3 separate regions of the Pan troglodytes genome follow, and all the other regions are linked to region 2. The links are chromatin contacts, called in public Hi-C and HiChIP or PLAC-seq maps. All regions are on one chromosome and are shown on one strand. The core of a region is the stretch at or near the end of the contact, and the rest is flanking DNA. Distances in the headings are between cores, read along the strand shown.

Region 1 (4,119 bases), core at 1,279-3,778, 150 kb before region 2:
GAAGAGGAAGAAAGGCCCTAACTCAGCCTGCCAAGTAGTCCTCACAACGGTCAGGAAAGTATTTATCACCCCCGTATCACAGGTAAAGAAACTGCCAGGCTGGGAACAGTGATGCACACCTGTAATCATAGCACTTTGAGAGGCGAAGGCAGGTGGATCACTTGAGCCCAGGAGTTCAAGACCAGCTTGGGCAATGTGGTGAGGCTCCTTCTATACAGAAAAGTACAAAAATTAGCTGAGCATGGTGGCACATGCCTGTGGTTCCAGCTACTCAGGAGGCTGAGGTGGGAGGGCTGCTTGAGCTCTGGAGGCAGAAGCTGCAGTGAGCAGGGATTGTGCCACTGTACTCCAGCCTGGGTGACAGAGCCAAGACTCTGTCTCAAAAGATTAAAAAAAAAAAAAAAAAAAAAAAAAAAAAAAAGGAAACTACCTTGCCTGAGGCTCTAAATCTAGTTACTGCTTCCAACCATTTCAGGATTCAATTGGGAAGAGGTGGTGTTTGAACAGGCTTGGGGGCCCTTGATGCTTGCATCAACTTAATTCTCACTAGAAAACAAAAGTCTGCGTCCGGACAAGGTGGCTCAGGCCTGTAATCCCAGCACTTTGGGAGGCTGGGGTGGGTGGATCACCTGAGGTCAGGAGTTCAAGACCAGCTTGGCCAACATGGTGAAACCCTATCTGTGAGAGGTGACAGCATGCTGGCAGTCCTCATAGCTCTCGCTCGCTCTCAGCGCCTCCTCTGCCTGGGCTCCCACTTTGGCGGCACTTTAGGAGCCCTTCAGCCTGCCGCTGCACTGTGGGAGCCCCTTTCTGGGCTGGCCAAGGCCGGACCCGGCTCCCTCAGCTTGCGGTGAGGTGTGGAGAGAGAGTCGTGGGCGGGAACTGGAGCTGCGAGCGGTGCTTGCGGGCCAGGGCGAGTTCCAGGTGGGCGTGGGCTCGGCGGACCTCGCACCCGGAGCCGCGGCCGTCCCCGCCGGCCCCGGGCAGTGAGGGGCTTAGCACCTGGGTCAGCAGCTGCTGTGCTCAATTTCTCGCAGGGCCTTAGCTGCCTTCCCGCGGGGCAGGGCTCGGGACCCGCAGCCCGCCATGCCTGAGCCTCCCCCAACTCCATGGGCTCCTGTGCGGCCCGAGCCTCCCCAACGAGCACCGCCCCCTGCTCCACGGCACCCAAGGGCTGAGGAGTGTGGGCACACAGCGCGGGACTAGCAGGCAGCTCCACCTGCAGCCCCAGTGCGGGACCCACTGGGTGAAGCCAGCTGGGCTCCTGAGTCTGGTGGGGACATGGAGAACCTTTATGTCTAGCTAAGGGATTGTAAATACACCAATCGGCACTCTGTATCTAGCTCAAGGTTTGTAAACACACCAATCAGCACCCTGTGTCTAGCTCAGGGTTTGTGAATGCACCAATCAACACTCTGTATCTAACTACGCTGGTGGGGACATGGAGAACCTTTGTGTCTAGCTCAGGGATTGTAAACGCACCAATCAGCACCCTGTCAAAACAGACCACTCTGCTCTACCAATCAGCAGAATGTGGGTAGGGCTGGATGAGAGAATAAAAGCAGGCTGCCCGAGCCAGCAGTGGCAACCCACTCTGGTCCCCTTCCACACTGTAGGAGTGTTGTTCTTTCACTCTTTGGGTCCACACTGCCTTTATGAGCTGTTAACATTCACCGTGAAGGTCTGCAGCTTCACTCCTGAGCCAGTGAGACCACGAACCCACCAGAAGGAAGAAACTCCAGATGCGCCACCTTAAGAGCTGTAACACTCACCACGAGGGTCCGCGGCTTCATTCTTGAAGTCAGTGAGACCAAGAACCCACCAATTCTGGACACATCTGTACTAAAAATACAAAAATAAGCCAAACTTGGTGGTGCATGCCTATGGTCCCAGCTACTCAGTGTGGTTGAGGCAGGAGAATCGTTTGAAACTGGATGGCAGAGGTTACAGTGAGCTATCACACCACTGCATTCCAGCCTGGGCGACAGACTGAGACTCTATATCAAAAAAAGAAAACAGAAGGCCGGGCGTGGTGGCTCACGCCTGTAATCCCAGCACTTTGGGAGGCAGAGGCGGGCAGATCACGAGGTCAGGAGATCAAGACCATCCTGGCTAACACAGTGAAACCCCGTCTCTACTAAAAATACAAAAAATTAGCCGGGCGTGGTGGCAGGCGCCTGTAGTCCCAGCTACTTGGGAGGCTGAGGCAGGAGAATGGCGTGAACCTGGGAGGCGGAGCTTGCAGTGAGCTGAGATTGCACCACTGCACTCCAGCCTGGGCAACAGAGCGAGACTCCGTCTCAAAAAAAAAAAAAAAAAAAGAAAACAGAAAAACAAAATTCTTAGTATAAAAGTCTTGAAATCACAGAGTTCTGACTTGGACTGCCCCTGCTTCTGGGAGCTACAGATCATGCTGTGGGCTGCCTCCACGGTCTGGTAACTCAAGGGTGACCGGGGTGAGGCACAGTTCCTTCAGAGCTACCTAGCTGAGTGTAAATGGGTTGTTCAAATTGCACTAGGGAGCCGGAGTTGCGTGGGTTTTAATTTAAAGATGTAAGTACAAATCTATGTGCATTGTAGAAAATTCGGAAAAGGTCCAATTGCCTAGCAAGTAAAAAGCTGTCATTCCAGCACGTGGGGGGTGACCGCTTCTCCCTTCTTGGGTGTTTTTTGGTGGATTTTTTTTGGTGACCCCGACTGGCCTGGACTCCATTCAAGGGCACATCTTGTGCAGTAAAACACGCATGTTTCAGGGCTCCTCACTACAACACGTGCACCTCCAGGCTGGCGCTCAGCGCTCCCAGTAAAAGCTGCAGCCGGCGGTGTAGATAGTCGCGGGCCTTTCCTCCTCCCCACCTCGTGACGCTTTGTGCTGCGGAAGCAAAGGCCCGTTCCATTCCCCGTGTCTTCCCAGCAGCCGCCACCAATGCTCCTTTCTAGGAAACAGCCTTCCATTCTCTCTTAGGGCCGATCTTAGCCAGAGCCGCGATGCGGGCGACTGGTGCCGGGGTGGGTTGGGGGCGGGGGTGGGAATCAGGCCCCACTGCCAGGCGCCCGGGCCGCGCCTTCCGCTCTGACCTCATCCGGCCGCCCAGGCACTGGGCGCGGCAGCGAATCGGCGGCGCGGGCGGCCGGGAACGCCCAGCACAAATATTTACCGCCACGCGGAGAGTGAGGGCCCAAGTCCGCCCTGCTCCGCCACTTAGGCCGCCCCAGACGCTTCCCTCGGGGCTGCCACCGGGTCGGGCGCGGCTGCCGCGGCTCGCGGGCCCTCCCCGCACCGGCGCGGCCCAACCACCACCGAACCTTCTGGAAGCGGCGGCTGCCTGGGCCCTCACGCCGCCAGAATCGTACGCCCGCGCGAGCTCTCTGCAGCCTTGGCGGCCTGGGAGGCGGGGCTTGGGGTGGGGCCGGCGCGGGGGCGGGGTCGGCGCGGGGAGGCCGCGTTCGATTCGCCCCCGGCGCACAGGCCCCGCCTCACCAGCCCCATCGCTCCACCTCTGCCCTCCCCCTTTATGGCGCGGCCCGGGCTCATTCATTCAGCGCCGGGCCTGCCAGACACCTGCGCCCTTCTGCAGCCGCCCGCCGCATCCGCCGCCGCAGCCCCCAGCATGTCGGGCCCAGACGTCGAGACGCCGTCCGCTATCCAGATCTGCCGGTAAGAGAGGGCCCGCGCGCAGCCTGCAGCGGCCAGGCGCGCCGGTCACCGCCCCCGGCCTGCCCCGCTTGGCTCTGTGGTCCCCACCCGCCGAGGCCGCCCCCGCCCGCCGATTCCCCGCACGGCCTTCCGCGCCGCCGCCCCGGACGCCCGCCCGCCTGCGGCCGGGATGCGACTCGCGATGCCGCACAAGCCGGGCGGCCCCGCCCGCCTCCCGCCGGCTCCTCCTGGCCGCATCTCCAGGGCGGCGGCCGCGCCACGGGCCGTTTGGGCGAGAAAGCCAGGCAGGGACGGGGCGGGCGGAGGTCAATGCACAGCTCCAGAGCCCGGCGCCCGGCGCCCGTGGGCCGCCCCGCCTCGGGCCTCGCCCGAGCATCCCGGAGCCTCAGCCCCGTGGTCCTGCTTAGCCTCCTCGAGGATTCGGGATCATTACCTCGGCGGTTGTGCTGCGCTAACCAAAG
Region 2 (4,096 bases), core at 1,359-3,858:
CACCTAACTAGGCATCGCAGGGGTGGGAGACATTAGACCTCTGGTGTCCTCTTGATACCGACTTCACAGATTCGCGCTGGCTTTATTCTGAATTACAAGGTGTCGGGAGAAGGTGCCAGGATCTCTGACCCCACAACCCAAGCTGCCCCTCGCTGGCCCGGACTCCTGGGCCAGAAGCCCAGGGGAAGAAAATCTGACTTGAGAGCCTCCCACCACCGAAGTCCGTGCGCAGCAGTGACCTCATTATGGACCAATAAAATGGCGCAGCGCGCTCCCGAGAGCCGTCCTGGGATTGAATTCTCCGGCAGCCCTAGGGATCTGGAGCTGCGGGGTCTACGGGTTCCGGGCTTGGAATGTGGGCCAGGGTCTTTGTCGAGCGGAAGGCGTTCCCTTCTCCCACGAGAGGCACCGGGTTCACTTTTGCAGGCTTCAAGCTGGTGCCACCAAGCAATGGGTCCCTTCCAGGAACCGCGTGGGCGGGGCGTCCGGGTGGGGCGGTGCATCTTAGGGGCGGGGCTTCTGAGAAGGGTGGGCCTCGGGGAATGCGCCAGCCCCGTGGGCAGCACCGCTTGCGAAGGAGGTCGTTGGAAGCCAAGAGGATCCCGGGCTGGGGGAGGCTGGGGGCCCCTTGCCGGCGGGGCGGGGCCAGGCGCGCTTTGTGCCGGTGGGAACCGGGCGCCCGCGGTCCGCTGAATGGTCCGGGGCGGGGCAGCGATTCTCCTCGCTGCGAGGGGTCAGCTCTGCGCTGTTGCCAACTGCGACATTCCCACCGCTGCGCGGCAACCGGGCGGGGGTGGGGGCGGGCGGGTTGCCCGCCAGGGGTCCCTGGGAAAGGGGCGCAGCCCAGGACACCCCCTCCCAGCCCCTCCGGAGGATGGGCGGAGAGCAAGCGGTCCGGCGTGTGTAGGTGGAGCTAGAGTGGGGGTGGATTATGCCCAGACGCGCAGACCCAGTCCGGCAGGGCTGGGGGTATTTCCCTGCGCTTGCGGGGTGCGCGGCCCTCTCCAAGCCACCCCCGCCCCACGACCAGAACGGACGACTCGGGGGTCCTGGCAGTCACTGTGGGCGTGCTGAAAATAGTCCCTGTGTCGCGAGACCAAATAGGGAGCGCCTTCAGTTCAGGCCATCCCCGGGGCTTCACCAGGGCCGCCACACGCGCAGGCCCAGCCCGGGACTCTCGGCGCAGCGACTCGACGCTGGCTGCGGCGGGGGGACGCTGGCGGACGAGCCAGGGAGACTTTCGGGGAGGAGGAGCAGGGGTGGTGGGGACCGCGGGCCGCCGGCGGCCGGAGCAGGAGCCCAGACGGCGGGGGTGCAAGGGCGGAACAGCGCGGGCGCCTCCTGGCCCAACCCGGCGCTGTCCATGGTGCTGCCGGCGGCGCTCTCGGGCACCAGGGGGCAGCGCAGGCCGCTGCCGACCTCATCTCCGCGCCGAAGGAGCTGGCTCACGCCGGGCAGGCAGCTGCGGAAGCCCGACGGGTGCTCGGCTCCCCTGGGCACAGGCCAGAGCCCTGTGGGGAAGAGCGGACGCGAGAAACAGGGAGGGGAGAAGAGGGAAGGGGAAGGGGGAGGGGGAGGGAGAGGAGGGGAAGGGGGAGGGAGGGGAGGGGGAGGGAGGGGAGAGGAAGGGGGAGGGAGGGGAGGAAGGGAGGGAGGAGAGGGGAGTGGGGGTGGAGGGGAAAGGAGGGAGGAAGCGTGTTGAGGAAGGGAAGAGGAGGGCGGAGGTCAGACGACCCGAACGTCTCCCCCGGGGTCCAGACCTACCACCCAGATTGCAATCGCACAGCCAGCCCGGGCTTTACTGCTCCTCCCTCGCCCCCTAGCGAGCTGGGGCCCCCTCCTCACCAACTGCCCACCTGCCTCCGAGTTGTCCTCTTTATATTTGCTGTCTTGCTATGTTGCCCAGGCTGGTCTCAAAAGCCCGGGGTCAAGCGGTCCTTGAGGCATCCCTCTTTATTTGGCCTTGTGCATCCCTGGCTCTGATCCCACAAGCCTCCCCCTCCTCCCTCCAGCCCTCCCCTATACCTTGCAAGGAGTTCTGAAGGCTTCTCATGTACTTCACGCTCAACTCCAGGATGTCGGCCTTCTCCAACTTGCGCTTCCGGATCTACCCGACCATGGAAAGGTCTATTAGGCCGGCCTCCCGAGGTGGAGAGAGGGAGGTTGGGATCGTATCACCCACCCCCCCCCCCACCCCACCTGAGTCTCACCTGGTGCGAGTAGTGTTTCTCCAGCAGCGACTTGAGCTGCTCCAGTGACACATTGATGCGTGCCCGGCGCTTTTTCTCCATCAGCGGCTTGGAAATCTGCAGATGAACAGCCTTTAGAGTGCAGGACTGCCACCCTCCTGCCCTCGGCACCCCCCCACACCTCCCGGGGAAGGGTGCCTGCCCCTAGTCCCTCAAGACCCCAGACCTTTCGGAAGTTGCCGGGGAGGCTGCCCCGGGTAGCAGGCTCCGTGCCCATGTTGCAGTCCATGCACCAGTGCGAGGCAGCGCCGCCTTTATAGGGACCCTCGTTTACATGTCAATGAGGCCCTCTGGACTCTAGAAACCTTGAGGAGGAGGGGACCGAGGGAGGACGCACTGGGAAGCTCCCCACCTCCTTCCCTCAGCCCCCTCCCATAGCCTAGGCTTCCTCTCACCTTCAGGAGCCCCCCCCCGTCTCCCGAGGGACCCCCCCCTTTATCTGTCTTTTCCTTATCTCTCTGGCCTCCACCACTTCCCAAGTCTGAGGACCCCTGCCATGCCCACCCCCTCCATGCCCATCCTGTCCCAATCCCCATAAGTTCTCCAGTCCCACTTGCCAAGTCCTTGATACCCTGGAGTGCAAGCATTCCAGGGGTCACCTACTGGGGAGGTACATGGGCCAGCTGGCCACAGGCTGCCTCACTGACTATGACAGGGCTCTGGGCTCCCTCGGGACTGATGAAGATGCCAAGGCGACGCCTCTTTATGCACTTCATGCTCTGGTTATACCCGCAACGCCGCATTAGTTGCCCTAATGTCGGGACAATGCAGCAATTTTCTGCCTGTGGCTGCTCAAAGCCGGGCACAAGCTGAGCCCGCGGGGGCCATGCAGCAGCATGTGTCCCATTAAAGCATGCAGCCCACCCGCGGGGCCACAGCCAGCCTCATCCTTGCTGGAGCCTTGGGATTGGGAGGGGTCCTGGTGAGGGTGCAGCCTGGGTCCTATGTTCTCTGACACTGCTAGGATCCAACGCGGACTTCCCACAGGAGGCAGGTGGGGTGAACATGGCTGCCTCTCCCTTCCTTACAGCCCTGGGCTTCCAGGCTGGGTGGCTTTGGTGGCAGACCCTGTCCCCATGGAGAAGCACTAGAAGTCTACTCCCATGAGCCTGCTGTCAGCTCCACGCACAGGTGGTGGTGGCAGGAGACCACTGACATTCTGGTAAGAGCTCCAGGCCACACTTCGAGAGATCCAGGGCCCGCACCCCAATCTATGATTCAGACTATGGCGGACCCAGTGGAGGAGGCGCCTGGAGCACTTGCCCCAGGATGGGCTAGGCCTACAGCAAGGCTCTGGGGCCATCCCCCTGGTTGGACTCCAGGAGGCTGAACTGTAGCTGCTGTGATGGACAGGAAGGCTGACCTCCAGGAATTCCCTGGGTTCAAACCTAGACACCTCCCATGGGCCCTCATGGCTTTAGTTTTTGGGGCTTGTAAAATTATATTCTGAACAATGCAGCCCCCATTGCTTCTGAGGGTGACAGGGAAGTCGCAAAAATTCTGCAGCTGAGCCCTGTGGCAGAGGAATGAACAAACCGGCTTCTGTGTAGGGACTCAGGGTGGGGTGCGCCCCCCAGCTCTATCAAGCCGGGGCATCTCCCCCCAGCCCGCCCCCGCCTACCCTTCCCAGGATAGCGGCGTTCCCAGGCGCCAAGCAGCGTGGAGAATCGCGCCACGCCCTCCCCCTTTCAGGCCGAGGCAGCGGCAACAGCAGCTCTGGGGCTCTCTCCAGCCCGGGCCGCAGGGCCCGCGGGCCAGATCCGGGCCGACCCGGGCCTGGGAGGGCGGCGGGGGCCGAGACCAGGCGGCGGGCGCTGGCACGCGCCGGGCAGCTTTGAAGCGCCAGG
Region 3 (3,785 bases), core at 831-3,330, 180 kb before region 2:
TCCTCTCCACCCAAGGTTCCTTCTGCCCACAGCACCCCTAGAGTCTCCCACCCTCCAGCTATCAGCTTAGGGATTCTCTCCCCAGGACGGCTTCTCTCACCCCTCTGCTGGGCTCACCCCAGCCCACCCCAGGTTTCTCCTCAACCCAAGGGCCAGGGCACTTCCCAAGAGTAGGGACCAGGGGTGGAGTGTATCCTTACTGTATCCTAGGTGGCCCCAGTTCCCCTAAAGCCTGCACCCGACACTTGCCCACCTAGCTGTCTTTAACGTTCCTCTGATTCCAGACCACTCCTTCCAAGTAACCAGCAAAACCTGAAAATCCTTGAGTTGAAGAGAACTGTGGGTTACTTGGTTAAAGTCCTTTACCCAATGGGAGAGTAGAGGAAGAAATATTTTTAACTGGGGGTAACTGGCAATGGAAATGGTGTTTGCTCCCCTGCCATTCAGTCTTCAAATGGTGGTCCGCAAGCCTGGAGGGGGATGTTCTAAGGGGAGCCTCCTCCTTCAGCCTTTTTCTCCCAGGAGCTAGGGTCAGTCCCTCCCCAAGATGCAGATGCTGCAGGCGGACTTGTGGGTGCAGACCTGAGTCAGCCAAGCTAAGTGGCTTGGCCTGGGGATGAGAGGGAAAAGATCCACAGAGTTTTTTGAGCTCTTAAAGAACAATTAATTGTCTTAGGGGAGGCCTATGGAGTCAAACTGGCCTCAACCACGGAGAACAAGGTCTCAGGTTCCTCCAAGCCCTGCTGGGCCAAATCTGTTGAATGATTTATTCTCACTTGTTAGGTCTTTTAGAGGGTTAATGCAGGTTCGCGAGCCTTAAAGCGTTAAGCCCTGAGCTTGGCACACAGTAAGTGTCCATGAAAGGTGGCCTACATTCCTTCCCATGCCACAGATAGGTATGGGTGGCCTGGGCTCCCCTGGCCCAGGCTTCTCCGGGCCCCTCAGTGTGTTCGCTGGCCTTCCACCCTGCGGCGAGAACCCTGAAGGAGGGAGACGTGGGGCTAGCGGCAGGGGTGGAGCTCGGAAGTGGGGTTCGGGGGACAGGGGGTTCATCCAACACCCTGGACAGAGCCCTCCTTGGCCCCGCCCCATAGGGGAACTCCTCCTGGCTGGCTCTGTGGATCCCTCCAGTCATCTCTCTGCCCGGCAGTTCGCAGTGTGGTTCGCGGGCGTGGCCGTTGCCCCGCCAGCCGGTCGGGGGAGGGGAGCCCGGAGCAGATGGGCGGGGGACGCCAGCCAGTTTGCCGCAGCAACGGCCACGCGGCGCGAAGGCGGTCCTGGGCGGGCCACTGGGGCCCAGGCGGGCAGCCTGGGGCCCGCACCCAAAACTGTCCTGCCCGCGCGTCACATGAGCCCTGACTGTCTTGCGGGCGAGAACCCGGACCCCTAGCCGGTGGGAATGAAAACGAGCTCCGAGGGCTCCAGGGCTGCCTCTGCTTCTCTAGGATTCCGTTTCCCCACCCAAAGCCTGGAGTGGGGTAACCAAAAGACTCTTAACTAGGCAAGCCGCCGAAGGGTTCTACGGGCTCCTTAGAGCCGGGCGTGCAGCGACTGGGGCCCTTGTCCAGGCTCGGCCTGTTCCCAACGTCGAGGGCTGGAGCAAGTCACGACCTTTCTCCGGAACTCGGATTTCCCGTCCAGCTCAGCCCTTCACCCGATAAAGCAGCTGGGGGTGCAAGTCCCTCCCGCTGCTGTCCCTCATGGGAGCTCCCGTAACCGCTGGGTCCCCTGCTGCGGCCCAGGGCGGGGCTCAGAGGAGACGCTGAACCTGAGCCTGGGGAATGAATGAAGGGCAGCATTGGAGAGGAGGGACCGTAGCTCCAGTCAGGCAAGGCCTGGCCCCACCTGGCCCTCCTGCCCTCGGGGTCACGCAGCGAAGGCCCCCGATGGCGCCTTTACCACTCTACCGCAGGTGCTCGGGGAAAACTGGGGGCCGCCACCCCGCGGTAGATAGGACGCAAAGGCGGGGAGCGGGATCCCCGGGGGCGTCGCGGTCTCCCCTCCCGGCTCCACCCTACGCAGGAACAAAGGCAGGAGGTGGGACCAGCGGGCGGCCGGACTCCGCGGGGCGGGGCGGGGCGGGGCGGGCGAGCCGCTCCCTTAAAGCTCGGCCGCGGGCGGGGCGCGCACTCGTCTGGCACCAGCCCGGGGCGCGCGCGGGACTTCATTCCGGACCTCGGTTTTCCTTTGCGTGGGGCTCGCAGCTGCCACCGCTTTCCCGCGGAGCATGGGGCTGCCTCGCCGGGCAGGGGACGCGGCGGAGCTGCGCAAGGTGGGTACCGGGGACTGGGGGCGGGGCTGGGGACTCCGGGGACCCGTCTAACCACCGCGCCGCCCGTCCGCAGAGCCTGAAGCCGCTGCTGGAGAAGCGCCGGCGCGCGCGCATCAACCAGAGCCTGAGCCAGCTTAAGGGGCTCATCCTGCCGCTGCTGGGCCGGGAGGTGAGCGCGCCCGGGCGGAGGGCAGAGGGTCCTGGGGCGCGGAGCGGGGGCAGGGGGACGGGGTGCTCCTGCGGGAGGAACCCACCAGGGGGTTCCGCGCGGCGCCCGAGGCGGAGCCTGGGTGGGGTGGGCGCGTCGGAGCGGACCCCCAGCAGGCCACGGCGCGCCCCACACCCAGCTCCCGACTAGAGCGAGGGTGCGCACGGTAGCCGGCCAAAGTTCTGTCTTGGTGGTTCTCTGTCGCTCTTCCTCGTGGCCGGGCGCAGAACTCCAACTGCTCGAAGCTAGAGAAGGCAGACGTCCTGGAAATGACCGTGCGCTTCCTGCAGGAGCTGCCTGCGTCCTCATGGCCCACGGCAGCGCCCCGTGAGTGAGCCCTCTCTGCCCTGCCGCGCGCTCTGCACCCCGCACCCGGCACCCTACCCCGCGCCTCACGCGGCTCTCCGCCCGCAGTGCCTTGCGACAGCTACCGCGAGGGCTACAGCGCCTGTGTGGCGCGCCTGGCCCGCGTGCTGCCCGCCTGCCGTGTCCTGGAGCCCGCCGTGAGCGCGCGCCTGCTGGAGCACCTGTGGCGGAGAGCGGCCAGCGCCACCCTGGACGGCGGGCGCGCTGGGGATTCCAGTGGCCCGTCTGCCCCCGCCCCAGCGCCCGCGTCTGCCCCAGAGCCCGCATCCGCTCCGGTGCCCTCGCCGCCCTCGCCTCCCTGCGGCCCTGGCCTCTGGCGGCCGTGGTAGCCCCTCGGCCGATCCACAGACCCTGCCGACTGCTTGGGACCTTGGGGCACTGGACAGGTTGAAGCTCTTGGTGGCGGCTGCTGTTCCCATCATTAGGGGCCAGCCCAGTACCCACACCCAGGCCGGAAGCCGGATGTTTGTGACTGGCGTGGCAGACTGAAAGCCCTGGGGCTGGGGCTCGGCTCAGGGAATAAAAGGAGCGTCCCTGCTTCACCCCCAACTTGGCCGGAGAGGAAAGGACAAGAGGCAGCAGGGTGAAGAAGAAGCCCCCCATCCCAGCTGGTGGAGATAGTTCTGGAACTGGACCCCGCAGCTGCGTGGGCAGCCGACACACCCACCCCAGCACTGGCACCAGACCAGAGCCAGAGCCAGGACCTGGGCAAAGTGCAGCCGTGCACCCTGCCTGGTCACTGCTCTCCCAGCCCTGCCTGGGCCTACCTCCTGCCCAGCTCTGCTTGGGACCCTCTGGGCATGCAGCAGCAGTGGCCTAAGGGCTCTGGTCACTTCCAGGGCTCTACAGGGCAGCAGAGCAGAGCAAAAGGGTGCATAGGCTGGGAGCTGTCACCTCCACTCCTAGGCTTTTCTGCCTAGAGCAGAATTATAGGGGCAG

The links. Hi-C and Micro-C count contacts between places; a contact is called where the count stands out from the background. HiChIP or PLAC-seq counts read pairs in DNA pulled down with a chosen protein or histone mark.
Region 1: an H3K4me3 HiChIP or PLAC-seq map of stem cell-derived excitatory neurons shows a contact between it and region 2, with 4 times the contacts expected there. The contact joins the promoter of ACOT7 here to the promoter of HES3 in region 2. A contact is called at or near these places in 1 of 7 Hi-C or Micro-C datasets (stem cell-derived neural progenitor cells), 1 of 1 datasets of contacts at active chromatin or transcription factors (stem cell-derived excitatory neurons) and 1 of 1 other capture datasets (stem cell-derived neural stem cells).
Region 3: a Hi-C map of induced pluripotent stem cells shows a contact between it and region 2, with 3 times the contacts expected there. The contact joins the promoter of HES2 here to the promoter of HES3 in region 2. A contact is called at or near these places in 3 of 7 Hi-C or Micro-C datasets (induced pluripotent stem cells and stem cell-derived neural progenitor cells), 1 of 1 datasets of contacts at active chromatin or transcription factors (stem cell-derived excitatory neurons) and 1 of 1 other capture datasets (stem cell-derived neural stem cells).

The regions. Positions count from the first base shown.
Region 1 is chr1:225,604,217-225,608,335 of NHGRI_mPanTro3-v2.0_pri, forward strand. It overlaps ACOT7 (acyl-CoA thioesterase 7), which reads left to right and starts at 2,529. Exons shown (of 9, transcript XM_016953100.3): 1 at 2,529-3,658. The coding sequence starts at 3,516.
Region 2 is chr1:225,758,565-225,762,660 of NHGRI_mPanTro3-v2.0_pri, forward strand. HES3 (hes family bHLH transcription factor 3) reads right to left here and starts at 2,609. Exons shown (of 4, transcript XM_016953095.4): 1 at 2,416-2,609; 2 at 2,211-2,306; 3 at 2,026-2,107; 4 at 56-1,511. The coding sequence starts at 2,478. The coding sequence ends at 1,138.
Region 3 is chr1:225,579,185-225,582,969 of NHGRI_mPanTro3-v2.0_pri, forward strand. HES2 (hes family bHLH transcription factor 2) reads left to right here and starts at 2,081. Exons shown (of 4, transcript XM_001156221.6): 1 at 2,081-2,272; 2 at 2,346-2,441; 3 at 2,708-2,807; 4 at 2,895-3,785. The coding sequence starts at 2,228. The coding sequence ends at 3,175.